2 separate regions of the Zea mays genome follow, and region 1 is linked to region 2. A link is a contact called in public Hi-C data. All regions are on one chromosome and are shown on one strand. The core of a region is the stretch at or near the end of the contact, and the rest is flanking DNA. Distances in the headings are between cores, read along the strand shown.

Region 1 (7,761 bases), core at 4,125-6,624, 200 kb before region 2:
ACAATATGACATTTAAAAAAAAAGGAAAGATCATTTATTTGAAGAACAAAGTTAGACACCTAAGATGTTCGGCATGCCTGATCATTCCACCGTTAATAAGTCCCTTTTGTGGATCCTTCACTTGTGTGAAAAGATCAGTTATGATCTCTTCCCTATGACCTTGAGAAGACACCAAGCACCTGTACTTTGCAACTTGTGGCCAATCCATTGATGCAACAACCTATCATAAACTTTTACACGACTTATTAGAAACCAGAAACACACAGAGGCCTCTATCCAACAAACAGGACATGCCAATGCAACAAGAAGTCAAGGTAAAGTAACAAATTGTTTCTTCAAAGTTCTGACAAGAGTATAAACCAAAAAAAGCAGATTACATGCTTTAAGTTATTTGACAGAGGTCTTCTGATGAAAATATCAAGTTGAGAACAAGAAAAAAGAGAAAATACAGACCGCTGCAATAGACGGGGATGCATCTTCCCCTGGAGCTGGGTGGGTAACATCAGCTCCAAAGATAATTGTAGGTAAATCTGTTAACAAATGTATTCTCCTATTTAAAGCATCTTCGAGAACTGTATTACGGCCACCAACCTATGTGCAAATTATGAACAATGTAAGCAATCTTCAAATTAGTTACATGTTCCACTCTTTCTTTCTTGAGCTATAAAAGCCAAACCCACAAACCATAATTTCAATGAAATACCAATTATACTAAAGCTCGAAACAGCCCAAAATGACAGTATATGAGCTGAATAGTATCTACAAAGGCCAAATTCAGCAACTACCTAGGCGACATTACCTTAACATTAATTTTAAGAGCCAGGTTTTGGAGATATTGTCGGCCACCTTTAAAAACATTCTTTGGTTGACAACATTGAGTTACTAAACCAAGTTCAGTTTCACAAAGACGCTTTATCCTACCTGCATTAAAGACATGTCAAAGCTAAAGTTCAAACAAGAATGCATACAAAAAGTAGCCAACAAATACTACAAGCTTTGAAAACCATTTGACTTGCTTACCATAAAAGACACTTGCATTTGCATCTGGTAATACAACAATTAGTAAATCAAGCTGTCTAGTCACGCCTTGTTGGGCAAGCATTTGTGCAGATTGTCTATGAGTATTTCTGAGTGCAGCTTCTAAGTTATCTGGGCGTGCTTGCCCAACATCAACACAAGGTCTCCCATTTATTTGCTGCCACACAAAATGAGAACATTTAAACCAGCATAAAAAACAGTGAAAGGGGTACAAGACCAAATGTTGCATCTTTACCATGCCCATATCATTGCACGCCCCAACCAAGTTGTTGCAAAACATGCGGACATCATTTGGATGCAACCGAGAAGCAAAAGTCACACAAGCCCAATACTGAATGGATACTCCATCGATCAATCTCTGATAGATGTCAAAAATTATTGACCAATAAAGATATGGAAACATTTCAGAAAAAGAATGTGAAAACCTGACAATTACTACATTTGTGAATCAGTGACTATAGTATTTATTAATAAAAGTGGCACGCCAACAACATTACAGGTACACATGAAACTAGAATCCTTATCAAAAAAATATAATTTTGGTGTGATTGGATAAAAGTAAAGTGGAGCTCAGAAAGAAAATAACATGTAATACCTTGTTGTTCATGTTCCACTGACCAACGGAAGGACTACACACCTTTTCTCGTCCAGAGTCATGGTACTTAAGCTAAAATCAATATAAATGATCACCAGTATAGACAACTGGAACAGAGTGTAAAAAACGATCCAGGAAAAGAACAAACTTACCGTCGGAGCTGGCAGCACCCGTGCATCAACCAAGGCAAGTTCATTTGTCACCTTAATACCAAATTCTTTGGCACAATGATCATTACCATAGTCGTTCCTATTAACTACCTGAGAAAAATACGAAATAGATCATTACCATAGTTGTTCCTATTAACTACCTGAGAAAAATACGAAATAGGTAGGTCTTTCATTAAAAAGGTAAAAAAAATACTAAACACCACACAAAACTATATACTACAATGTACAAGAAGAGAGTCAATGTACAAGAACAGAGCCAATGTACAAGAACAGAGTCAACAATGGGATAGTAGTCACAAAAATCACCTCTAAAATGCTGCCCTCCCTTTGAGGTGGTCGCTCACATGCCTTCTTCAGGATGCTTGTGACTTGGTACTCATTTAGCTTCCTAGAATAGCGTTGACCGCCAAGTATACTGCAAACCTGCATAAATAAGAGACATCCTAAAGAAATCTGACAAAACACTGACAAAATATTAACACAAACAGATAAAATATAGGCACTACCTCCATTGGTAAATAAGTCGGCCTACTATCATTGCCAGATTGAAGGCATGGCCAGTGAATGTGTTTCAAACTGTAATTATATTGGTGTTTAAAGTATTGGACAACTGAAACACTTGCCCCATCTTGATTAAACCTATATAAACAAACATGAATATTTAAACATGTGCCATTAAAAAACAGTGCAGAATGAATTAAGAAAAAGAATATCAATTAAAACTGAATAGATACGTTAAACTATTCAAGGGAAGTGAGGTTATCCCAGTAATCTTGTAATGTATGGCTATATCACGACGATGTGTTGCCACAACACGTACTCCTTTGAGGACTTTCTTCAGCTACAAAGAGAAACGACAAAATATGATTCAATCAGACCATATAACATTAGAACTAATGAGGATATAATAAAAGTATGATGTTCAATACTTTTAAGCGATCCTGGTCAGACAAACGCCTTGAGGTGTCACGTATGTTGAGGTACTCCAATGCAAACTCCAAAATCGGTTGAGCCTTGTAAAATGCAGTTGCTGAAATATCTGAAAGGAAAATAAACAAATTTTATCACCCCTACTGGTTAACATTGAAATTTATCCGACTTCCTGCGCATGTGCAATATGCAACACTATGGCACAGAGCTGGATGGCTGTCTCCAGAAAAATACAACTACAAGAGTGGAGGAGCCGGAGAAGCCATCATTCTAGGGCTCCTGGCCCCACCACACCTATAGTACTACTACAATGTAGAGCTGGAGCCACACGGATCCCTTCCAAACAGGCCCTAAAACACCAATTGTTGCAAAAGCTCTTATTCCTACACTAGCTCATAGCTTTTTTGGCTCTCATGTCCCATGGCGAAAACCCAAGTCAGTTGTTGGAGAAGCTCCTAAGGACAAATTTAGGAATACTTATATTTTGGGACGAAAAGAATACTATAGTTCTTTAATACTTGTATATAAAATCAAGATGAAGTGGCACAATGGCATATACAATATATACAAGTATTCTTAATACATAGTACAAAGTACACTTGCATGATACAGAACAGTAGTCCTGTAAGACTGTACAGTGACCTAACTTATTCATTGATGACAAGAGTAACAAAGGGCACCACGAATGTGTAATATACATCATGCCCACGGCAGAAGCTTTAAATTGAGCTTGTTACTCTTTAATTTGGTGGACATACAGATAGTACATATAGATGCTACTGCATGCCAAGTAAATGTCTAGGAGAATAGATAGTGTGGTATGTGTGATTTAATAAGGCAAAAGAATTAGCCACAACTATACCAATATTTAAAGACAATCCCATTTGTGTAGCACGTAGACTTTGGTAGTACCCCCTCCAGCATTCCACACCACTGCCAATATCACCACCATGTCCAAATGACTGAGAGAAAAATGACCTTGAGATGGATACATACCTGTCACAGTTTGAAAAGAAAAAAAGTCAGAACTGATGGAACCGCAGAAGGATCATATACAATAGTCAGTCCGCCAAACAAATATATATAGGGCGACATGAATTCAATGGATATTAAATTTGCATGGATGCATCATAACTAGTACTTTTCAGTTGGGCATTCTCGCATAGCAATATCGAGGGCTTGGACAGTATCCTGTGGCAGTTCCCTCTGCCTACCAGCCAAGAACTGCCTAAGGCTGTAAAGATCTAATTTGGCAGCATCTTTTATGGTCACGCTGTACTCTTTCGCCCTGCAGGCAGTAAGGCAAGGATTAATGCAACGTGAATAAGCACATACAAAGAACAAGCGTGAGCTTGAAAAACAGAATACAACACCATACCCCTGGTTTGCTCTCTCAGGATTGGTTAGTTCCAGAACAAATTCTTTGGTTTTGAACGGTAGCGGACCAGCAGTGAAAAGGCCCTTTCTACCATCATAAACAGGCAGTCGCCCATTCAAGTAATTCTTGTGCAATTTAACGAGTTCGTTAAGAATCCAACGATTTCTTTTCCTTGACTGCGATTCTGGACTAATCACGACCTGCACAAGTTAAGAAGGATAGAAATTGTACTTGAAAGGAGACAGATATAAATGTTTACGGTAAATTGATTATATCAGTTCTGGAACTGGGAATGAACAGGAGCCATGTAACTACAGAAATTGCGTAAAGCAGCGAACACTATAAAACTTAATTATGCAACTTCAAAAAAATGAAAAAAAAATTATAATAAAAACCAAAAGAAAGAGAGAGGGGTCATGCATATATACAGCACATACGTCGTAGTGGTAGATCTCCTTGTCCGCCACCTGAACGAAGAAATGGTTGGCGCGCACGCGGCACCTCCGGCCGAGCGTGCCGTACCCCGGCCGCGCGGGGAAAACCAGCGCCTTGCTCGACGACGGAGGCAGCCTCCCCTGAGCGGCCTGGTCTGCCTCCACCACCAGCGACGTCCCTTGCTCCGCTTCGACCCGCGCCGGCGCGGCGGAAGGCTCATGCGCGGTGCCCGACGACGGCCCCTCGTGCGCCTCTGCGTCTGGCACCGCCACCGCCGCCTTCCTCTCCACCTCGCCTCTCAGCTCCTCGACTTCCGCGGGTGTCGGCCTCGACGTCGAAGGCGGCGCGGCCACTTGCCACTGCGGCTGGACCTGAGCAGGCACGCCATGGTGGTAGTGTCCGCGTCCGCCTCGGTCCCCACCGACCGGCCTGGCGCCGTGGAAGGACTGGTGACCCCCTCTCTCGACACCTCCGCGGCCGCCACGCGCTGCGCCGACGGCTCCACCTCGGCCACCGCCAAGCTCCGCGCCGCCTTGGGCCCGCCATTGGCCGCCACCGCCACGGCCGCCGGCGCCACCTCGGCCGCCCCCTCCACGGCCCCGCCCTTGGCCGTCACCTCCACGGCCTGCTGCTGCATTGCCGCCACGCCGGCCGCCTCCGCCGTCGCGCGTCGACATGGGCTGGGCTACGGAAACCCTACTACGGCTTGAGCGGAGGAGATTACGGCCGAAAGGGTCGGTCTCGAGCGCATATTTATCGTGGCTTTGGGGGGGAACGGACGCGAAGAGCGCAAGCGAAGCGACAGTGCGACGCACCCCGGCGTTTCAACTTTCAACTGATGGACCCACCAGCGCCAAAGCCCACACGACCGGCATGCAATTCACTACTGGCGGATCTGCAACTGCAAGCGAAGCGAGTGGAGTGGACACTGGACAGTGGTGTCGTAGGGGTTCTGGGGTTGGATGCGTTTCGCCCTTGCGATCTGACGACAGTGGCAACGCGACGGTTAATGCGACGGCTCTTCACATGGCCGCACGCACGTCTCAGTGGATCTATTGGAGTAAAATCTCCGGTGGCGCACGGCGGGAGAAGGCCACAAAGGGAAGTTGTGCGACAGAGTGCACGCTGCGACAGAGTGCACGTAAGTTGTGCGACAGAGTGCACGCGGCGGTGGAAGATCTGGCAAAGGGACCGTGACATCTTTGTCCGCTGCGGTCACGCAAACGATGCGCCTGGTGGTGGAGCTCGTTCCATACGTAACATTGATTTGCACCAGATGGCCTGGGACGCTACGATTTGTCACTTGGAATCTTGGATAGGGAGTCTACACACTGTTCAGCAATGACTTGGGAAATGTCACTTGAGAGTGACTTGTGAGCACGCTGATTGTCATGTCACTTGAGAGTGACTTGTGAGCGGGGCGTCTCTAGCACAGCGGTATATAGTCATATAAAATATTGTTTTACGGTGGATTGTTTACACCGTGGAATTCAAAATAGGCGGTATAATAGGAGATGAGATAAGGAGTCTATGGAAAATGATCAAATACCAATTCCATTAGATATGTATCAGCAACGTTGATACCCTAAGACCAACTCGTAGATTTGTATGTGCATTCGTAAAACGTATGGTTGGAACGTGTGAGTAGGGATGGCAACGGGCATATTTTACCTGCGTACCCACGGGTAAAAGCCCTACTGAAAGTCGCCTAGAGGGGGGTGAATAGGGCGAATCTGAAATTTATAAACTTAAGCACAATTACAAGCTGGGTTAGCGTTACAAATATGAACGAGTCCGAGAGAGACGGTGAAAGCAAATCGCGGGCAAATAAAGAGTAAGACACGATGATTTGTTTTACCGAGGTTCGGTTCTTGCAAACGTACTCCCCGTTGAGGTGGTCACAAAGACCGGGTCTCTTTCAACCCTTTCCCTCTCTCAAACGGTCACTTAGACCGAGTGAGTTTCTCTTCTCAATCAAACGGGACACAAAGTCCCCGCAAGGACCACCACATAATTGGTGTCTCTTGCCTCGGTTACAATTGAGTTGATCACAAGAAGAATGAGAAAGAAAAGAAGCAATCCAAGCGCAAGAGCTCAAATGAACACAAATGTCGCTCTCTCTAGTCAGTATTTGATTTGGAGTGATTCCGGACTTGGGAGAGGATTTGATCTCTTTGGTTGTGTCTACAATTGAATGTTATAGCTGTTGTAATGTGTTGGAAGGTGGAAAACTTGGATGCAATGAATGGTGGGGTGGTTGGGGTATTTATAGCCCCAACCACCAAAAGTGACCGTTGGAGGGCTGTCTGTCGCATGGCGCACCGGACAGTTCGGTGCGCCACCGGACACTGTCCGGTGCGCCAGCCATGTCAGCCGGCCGTTGGGTTCTGACCGTTGGAGCTCTGACTGGTGGGGCCTCTGGGCTGTCCGGTGGTGCACCGGACAGGTCCTGTAGACTGTTCGGTGCGCCTTCCGCGCGTGCTCTGTCCTCTGCGCGCGCAGGCGCGCATTAAATGCGTTGCAGTCGACCGTTGGCGCGAAGTAGCCGTTGCTCCGCTGGCACACCGGACAGTCCGGTGTGACACCGGACACTGTCCAGTGCTTCACCGGACAGTCCGGTAAATTATAGCGGAGCGGCCTCCCATTTTCCCGAAGGTAGCGAGTTCAGCATCAAGTTCCCTGGTGCACCGGACACTGTCCGGTGGCACACCGGACAGTCCGGTGGCACACCGGACAGTCCGGTGCACCAGACCAGGGTGCCTTTTGGGATGTCTTTAGCTCTCTTTATTTGAACCCATCTTTGGTCTTTTTATTGGCTTTTTGTGAACCTTTGGCACCTGTAAAACTTATAGACTAGAGCAAACTAGTTAGTCCATTTATTTGTGTTGGACAATTCAACCGCCAAAATCAATTTAGGAAAAGGTGTAAGCCTATTTCCCTTTCACCTACAATACAAGGTGCGGATTTAGGTGTGAGTTTGAACTCGTGATGAGTGTGAGTTTGATTGTCAAACCGATGATTTTTTCTCGTGTGTATGAAAAAGTTGTACTCATGTCGTGAATCCACGTACCTGCATTCCTTATATATACATGCATATATTTATATATGTATGCATATATAAGTAAAATATACGTGCAATTTATGTGCTCGTGGGTTTGTGGCACCCACGGGTAGCGGACGGGGGGGGGGGGGGGGTAGGATATTGTACCCGACTC
Region 2 (7,571 bases), core at 537-3,036:
GCACATAAATATCTCCGACATCTTGCTAATAATAGTATATAAATATATTTTGCATAAAACCGGATTAGCTTAATTGATATATACCTAAATTAATATTGTTAGAATGGAATTCAATTCCAATGATCCAGATGAGGCGTCAAAGTAAAATATAATTTCCCTGTCTGGCCTAGCCAGCTCGTCCGGGCTAATAGTCTATAAAATTAGTACAAAGGAAGGGTGGAAAACACAACATTTTACTAATGAGTTAGCCTCCTAGCCTAGCTAGTTGCACAAGGCGTTTCGGACAGTAAAGTTGTTTTTGCGTAAAAGTGGGCTTACGTTTCTGAATTTTTAAATACAATGCGTGGGGACTGACAAATGAATGAATAAATAAGGATCCGAATCGGTGGTGTCACGTGCCAGCGGCCCATACGGCACGTGGTCGACGACCTCGCCTCGGTACTCCGTCACGCGGTGATTGCATTGCATGTGCATGTCGCTGCACGATCGCGCGCGTGCACGTATGCCCAGCCAGCCTCGGTAAGAAAATACTAGTACAAATTCTACGAATGAAAACAGAGCAATTTCTCGGGCAAATAAAATCAAACAATGCCCCAGACATGCATGTGAGCATGTCTAACAGTCGGTTCTCGCCCTGCTCGGCAATCTCACGGTTTTAAATTGCTGTAAGTTGTTGTGATTTTAGTAAGTGGGTTTTTATGTGTTTATGTACACTCTAATTATATCTAGAAATATAACTAAAATACGCATTTAGAAAAAAAAAGCCAGAACAGCTTACGGTTTGAAATAGAGAGGATGGAACGATAAAAAACATTTTTTTAAAGAAAGAAATATGAATAAAATAAATTAGTGTAGTTTAGTTTCCGTGTTTTAATACAAACGGTAGCATGGGAAAACATATGATCATAACAAAAACTATACAAAAAATATGTTGTTTGTATTAGAAGATAGATATATGTTCATATGTACTTAGAAAAAACTATAAAAAATGCTGTTTGTATTAAAAGATAGATATGTTCATATGTACACAGGAAAACAGAATAACTTACGATTCGATATGAGGACTTGCAACTTGGTACGAAAGAGAATCGTTGCACTATATATAAATGACATCAGATATTACATATGCATACCCCCCCCCCCCCCCTTTTTTTTGCAATTGTAGGGCTCGCTTACTCTGAGCACAGAAATGGACTCCCGTGTCAATTAATTTGATATACGCTTTTGCTCTTCCTGTTTGAATCTTTTATCAGGCAGGTAGATACAGTATTTGACAAGATCGGTCTAGAAAAAAAAACTCTTTTATCAATATATGTTTTAAAGGTGAGATTAAGGGGTCCACGTTTGTCTTCTTTGCTTGTTAAGTATATTGTATGCATGAGCGAGTGAAATTTAATAAATGACCTAATAAAATATCCATAGATATTAAAATTCGCTACATCCATGCTCTAATAGGATTTTTATCTATCGGATACCCGATTTTGGGTACCCATTACTAGGACCCGGCCAAAGACCCGAGCAGTGAAGGGGACCCGAGCAAAACCGCCGCTCGCCGGTAGCCCCCGTCCCGCGCCTGCTGGCCGTTGCCATGCCATACGTCCATACCAAATGTTAGCGGTAGGCCGGTAGCGGCCAGCCCCAGTACCAGTAAAAAAAAACAGAAACAGTACTATAATAGCAAAATGGAAAACCAGCGACGAAAAAATAAAAAAAATCCGAGGGAAAACCGCTCGTGCTTACTTTAAATATCGCCCTCGCCTCGCCTCGCCGTTCTCCCCCCATCCTCCCCGCCACCTCTCACCCCCCGCAAGCGAGTCAGCCAAGCCAAGCGACGCCCAACCCCCGCCTCCATTCCCGGGCCGGAGACGCGCCTGCCTGGCCGCGACGCCGCCAGCCATGGGAATGGGGCCGCTCGACAACGCCGCGTCGGCCGCGCTGGAGGCCGCCGCCGCCGCCGCCGCCGCCCCCTCGCGGGCGGGCTCGTACGCGGTGCTGCAGTGCGGCGAGGACTCGGAGTACGTGCGGCAGAAGTACGGCGGCTACTTCGCCGTCTTCCGCGCGCTGCTGGAGGAGGACGGCGAGAGGTGGCGGGTGTACAGCGCCGTCCGCGGGGAGCTCCCCGCCGACGCCGAGGCAGCCGGGTTCGACGGGTTCGTCATCTCCGGGAGCTGCGCCGACGCGCACGGCGACGAGCCCTGGATCCTCGCGCTCGTCGACCTCACCCGCCGCGTCCACGCCGCCGGCAAGCGCGTCCTCGGCGTCTGCTTCGGCCACCAGGTGCCCATCCCATCCGTCCATGTTTGGTTCGACTTGCTGTTTGGTTGGGTTTAGGTGCGGTGCGGTTGGTTCTCGTCTAGTCCCTTCCGCGCGTAGCTGGGTTTCTCCGTCGTCGCTGGTGAATCACGGGACCGCGGGACGCTGCGGGCACCACCTGGTGGGGCTGCCGCTCTTCTAGCCTAGCGCCTTCCCGTCCACCCGGCGCACCTTTTCTTTTCTATTATTTTCTTTCTTTTTTTTTACGGCGACCCGTGGTCGTTCTTGATGCATTTTGACTAGTACAAACGGTACTGGCTGCTTAATTGGTGAGCAGTAGCAATGGGGACGGAAAGATGCCTTATTTTTTTTCCCCAGAGAATGACAAAGGTGACTCAGTGCTAGCATCAAGCCCACAGTTAGAGTTTGACGGAAGAAACGAACCCCCAATTCTACGAGTTTTACCAATCTCCATTTAGAGCGCACAATATAGAGCTCTTGCTTCTGCCATGACGCTGTTTTGTTTCAGTCCATGCCAGTTCAGTTCATAGAAGCAGAGGCCCCTGGTTTGATTCGGGTCGAAGCAAACAGACGGACACGGGACTGATTGGATGGATTAGTGACTACAAACTCCACGCTAATCTAGGTTTAAGACACGGCAGCATCTCTCAAACAAAGGGTTAAGGCTCGAGGCTGACATCGCTGATTCACGTGGTGTGACGTGGCCGTGGCAGCTGGGTTGCTGTTGTTGTTGGCACACAGACAAGTGGAGTGGGTATCTGTTCTGCAGGATCTCCTACGGCCCGCTGCGTCTGTGGCCGGACGTTTGGCTCACAGTCACAGAGCCCTGCGCCCCTGCCCTGGCTTAGAGGAGCGAGCGGTTCCCCTATTCCGGTTCGCCGGTTTGTTTGCCTCAAAGTGGCGCGTAAACCGCGCCTGCAAATTTTAAAATCAAATCCCCCGGGAAGGAGGAGGAGGACGAAGAACGCAAATGGCGTGACGCATCTCGCCTGCCGAGCGAGATTGCTTTTGGGATGACGATGCTACTAGCGTACCAACCCAGCAGCTCAGGGGATCAGATCACGCCCAAGGGCGTGCGGGTAGCGCCCAAGCCCAAGCGCACGCAATCGCCCGCGCGAACCACGCTTTTGTCAGAGACGTGCCTCGACGCGTGAGGACGTACTGACCTCTTCTCCTAATTATTACTTGGTTCTATGTTAATAACACTCGCAACTTCAAAGAGCTCTTACACTGTCGCTGTCCCTGTGGTCCGAGAGCCAGAGCCTTGGATTTGGATTGCTCTTGTGGCCGCGAAGTCTTCCGTCGTCGTACTCGTACGCAGGAACAGGAGACACCAATTGTTTAGCAGTGGAATCCTAGGAGGTTCCCAATATCGTACTACAAACAGAAGGGGGACAGTCTGTGTGCACATGAATCAATTACTTGGCGTGTTCCCGAAGAAAACGTTTTAGTTGCGTCCATCGGCCCTGTCGGTGGTGGGGCGCCGATGCCAGGCAGACTTGCACGCGTCCACGTTACGCACACGTACCTCTAAACTCCTGTGGCTACTACACTTCCGTCTTAACTCCTGAAGCTGTTTGATTGCGGCACGCAGATCCTGTGCCGGGCGCTGGGCGGGCGCACGGGGCGGTCGGCCAAGGGCTGGGACATCGGGGTGAGCTGCATCCACCCGACGGCGGCGGCGGCGCGGCTGTTCGCGCCGCTGAAGCTGCCCGTGCACATGCCGGTGATCGAGTTCCACCAGGACGAGGTGTGGGAGCTGCCCCCCGGCGCCGAGGCGCTGGCGCGGTCCGACAAGACCCGCGTCGAGATGTTCCGCCTCGGCGGCCGCGCCATGGGCGTCCAGGGCCACCCGGAGTACAGCAAGGACGTCCTCATGAGCATCGCCGACCGCCTCCTCCGCCACAACCACATACTGGTAATTAATCATAATAGTAACGACAGCGTGCCGAGTGTTCGTTTGTCTCTCTGTCTGTCTGTCTGTCTGTCTGTCTGTGACATGGAAAAAAAATATCTGTCCTTGTTTTGTTTGTTGTTGGCAGGACTGCCAGGTGGAAGTGGCCAAGACGAGCTTCGACGTGCGGCAGCCGGACAAGGAGCTGTGGAGCAAGGTGTGCAGGGGCTTCCTCAAGGGAAGGCTCCAGTCGTCGCAGCAGCAAGGTGTGGCGCTATAGCAGGAGGAAATTGGGGGGCATTGGATGCCTAGGTTAATCCGTCATATTGTTTGTTTTTTATTATATGTGCTTCAGAACTCAAGAGTTGTACAGAAACTGCTATCTTCGTCCGAAGCATTAATAAAAAAAAAGGAGGGAAAAAATTGTTCGTTGGTTTGGTTCCATCTTTCCGTGGCACCAGTTCATTCTCGTAGTGCCTTTGCATCCACTTCTTTTCTTTTTAACACACCTTGCATATGCTGCTTTCATCTTCGGCTCATTTGTGGACTCAAACTAAACGACTACGACAGCGCTGTCCGCTTACCGTCGGGGTATCTGTCGTTGGAGCTGATTTTTACGGAGGACAAAAAAAAATATCTGTCCTTGTTTTGTTTGTTGTTGGCAGGACTGCCAGGTGGAAGTGGCCAAGACGAGCTTCGACGTGCGGCAGCCGGACAAGGAGCTGTGGAGCAAGGTGTGCAGGGGCTTCCTCAAGGGAAGGCTCCAGTCGTCGCAGCAGCAAGGTGTGGCGCTATAGCAGGAGGAAATTGGGGGGGCATTGGATGCCTAGGTTAATCCGTCATATTGTTTGTTTTTTATATATCAAGAGTTGTACAGAAACTGCTATCGTCGTCCGAAGCATTAATAAAAAAAAGGAGGGAAAAAATAGTTCGTTGGTTTGGTTCCATCTTTCCGTGGCACCAGTTCATTCTCGTAGTGCCTTTGCATCCACTTCTTTTCTTTGTAACACACGTTGCATATGCTGCTTGCATCTTCGGCTCATTTGTGGACTCAAACAAAACGACTACGACAGCGCTGTCCGCTTACCGTCGGGGTATCTGTCGTTGGAACTGATTTTTACGGAGGACAAAAAAAAATACAAGTCTCAACCGACCTGACAAGTGACAACGTTGGCGTTCGTTGGTGGACGGTGATTGTCTGATTGAGACGAGTAAAAGTGACCTGACCCCGGCTGGATGTACCAACTGGCCGATGCTGGTGGCCTACATACAGGACCGGCCGAGGTTGTCCTGTCTAGAGATGGCAATGGGTACCCGAAATCCGAAACCCGATGGGTTTTTACCCCATTAGGGTATAGGTTTGGGTCAATTTTCATACCCATGGGTTTGTTAACGGGCATAAATCTGTACCCAATGGGTTTATGGGTACGGGTTTGTTCCTATAGTACCCAAACCCGTGAACCCGTGGGTTTTTTAAACCCGACCAAACCTAGTGCATATTGTCATTTTATTTTATAAACGAACAACAAACTTGTTATTCCTTATTTACTTCATATTTTTTATCAATTGGTGAATGTATCAGTAGTCGGTGAGAGTGTTGCTTGCTTGATATTATAGTTTTTACTAGCGTTATATATGTGATGGATGGATAACTTAGTGCAAGGTCACTTAATTATACAACTTATTATTTGTATTTCATTCTCTCTACTAATAATTTTTATACCAAATCATGAACTCGTTGTTCATTACATAGATTTTGGATCATGATATCATTAATCATTACGATACTTATTGATTATGAGAAGAACAGGTATATTGGAGATGAAACCCGCGGGTAACCCATGGGTACCCGTTAACCCGATGGGTACGGGTTTGGGCAAAATCTCAAACCCGTCATGGGTACGGGTTTTTTAATGGGCATAGATATTTTTCACGGGTACGGGTTTGGGACGGTAAAACCCAGCGGGTTTGTAACCGTTGCCATCTCTAGTCCTGTCCACTCGCGCCGGGCTGGACGAAGACCCGGTGGCCTGCTGGCCTTCCCAGCCACGTACGCGTCTCATCCTCATCTGCCACAGCCCCCTCCGCACCAGCTGCACGGCGTCCGCGCGTCCCTCTCCGGTTCAGCGCGGGTGCCGGGTGCTCAGGCGGCGACGGAGGACCCTGGGGACTGCATCTGCTGCCATTCCTCTCCGGGTTGATCCCAGTGAATTTTATAGATCATACAAAAAGGCCCAGTAAAACAACTACCACAAGGCCCAGTATGCCTTATCTGTTGCCTTCAGACCATGGCGATTCAGCAGTGACGATGCGCTCATGTCAACAACTGCCTGCAGAGGACGCACAGTGACATGATTCACTCAAACTATTAGACAGACTATTCCCAGCCTATTTGCATCATTGGTGTCATCAGTTTTTTGGGAGTATACTAATTGATAAACAAAGTCTCCTTTCAGTCCACACAGAAGCATATATCTAGGCTGTGCTTACGCAGATGCTGCTGCAGCAGGTATACGTAGGATGGTAATGCATAATGATCCAAATTACCTTCACAAAAAGTTAGGATCCTTAATTAGTTTTATTAGTTCATCATGTAAAATAGACCATTTATACTTAACAGAGTACTGAGGAATATGATAGGAAAAATGAGATAGTACACCCGCTGATGCCTAAAGAATAAGACCGACAGAATGCTTTTTTAGACAGTGACGGGCGAGTCCTACATCAATAGCAAATCTTGTTATTATTCTAACTAAAATGTTCTAGCGTGGAACTAAAATTATTGTATACCTAAAATATTCTATGGTCTAGATAGTCGAACAGCAGGGGTGCCGCTGCGCCTGATACAGACGGACAGATCGACTGCGGTTGGGAGAAGGCGTTGATAGTAGGGACGAAAACGGTTGGAAACAGTATTTACTCGGTAATCAGTTTTTTAGTCGCTTTTCTTTGATTGCGAATAAATAGGATATAAAATCTACAATATAAATTTATTTTCTTGTTTATAAGATCCAGCTTGTAAAGATTCATAAAAGATAAACCTTTTCATCCTATATTTTTCTTAAATAATAGATATAAACTTCGATATAGATTCGAAAACAAATTTAGTAATTTTTTCAACTATTTATGTTGTAGGGACCAAATAATACATAAAACATTTTATGTAATATTTTATTCATATTTATACTAATTTATACTAATGTGCTTGATAACATAAAAAAGATCAACATAAAATTTTATACATATCTATTTTAAAATATTAAATTTGTACTAACAATTCGGATTACCACTTTCATCCCTAGTTGAAAGAACCGTGTTGACGAGAACTCCGCTTTCCAGTCTAGAGACAAAAGAAAACAACATTTTCCAACACAACTGGTTCATTTAAATATTTATGATCACC

Evidence for each region. Hi-C and Micro-C count contacts between places; a contact is called where the count stands out from the background.
Region 1: a contact with region 2 is called in a Hi-C map of leaf, with 2.6 times the contacts expected there. The contact joins the promoter of LOC100384259 here to the promoter of LOC100284196 in region 2. A contact is called at or near these places in 4 of 25 Hi-C or Micro-C datasets (ear, endosperm and leaf).

Annotation. Positions count from the first base shown.
Region 1 is chr5:14,114,392-14,122,152 of Zm-B73-REFERENCE-NAM-5.0, reverse strand. LOC100384259 reads right to left here and starts at 5,374. Exons shown (of 21, transcript XM_035958953.1): 1 at 4,549-5,374; 2 at 3,875-4,311; 3 at 3,596-3,729; 4 at 2,733-2,842; 5 at 2,538-2,644; 6 at 2,310-2,442; 7 at 2,110-2,226; 8 at 1,786-1,893; 9 at 1,634-1,705; 10 at 1,274-1,396; 11 at 1,021-1,195; 12 at 800-921; 13 at 454-591; 14 at 60-220. The coding sequence starts at 5,223.
Region 2 is chr5:13,910,824-13,918,394 of Zm-B73-REFERENCE-NAM-5.0, reverse strand. It overlaps LOC100284196 (defense-related protein), which reads left to right and starts at 1,786. Exons shown (of 3, transcript NM_001370617.1): 1 at 1,786-2,277; 2 at 3,869-4,192; 3 at 4,317-4,598. The coding sequence starts at 1,897. The coding sequence ends at 4,448. LOC100282895 (p8MTCP1) reads right to left here. Exons shown (of 4, transcript NM_001155801.1): 4 at 7,536-7,571. The coding sequence ends at 7,567.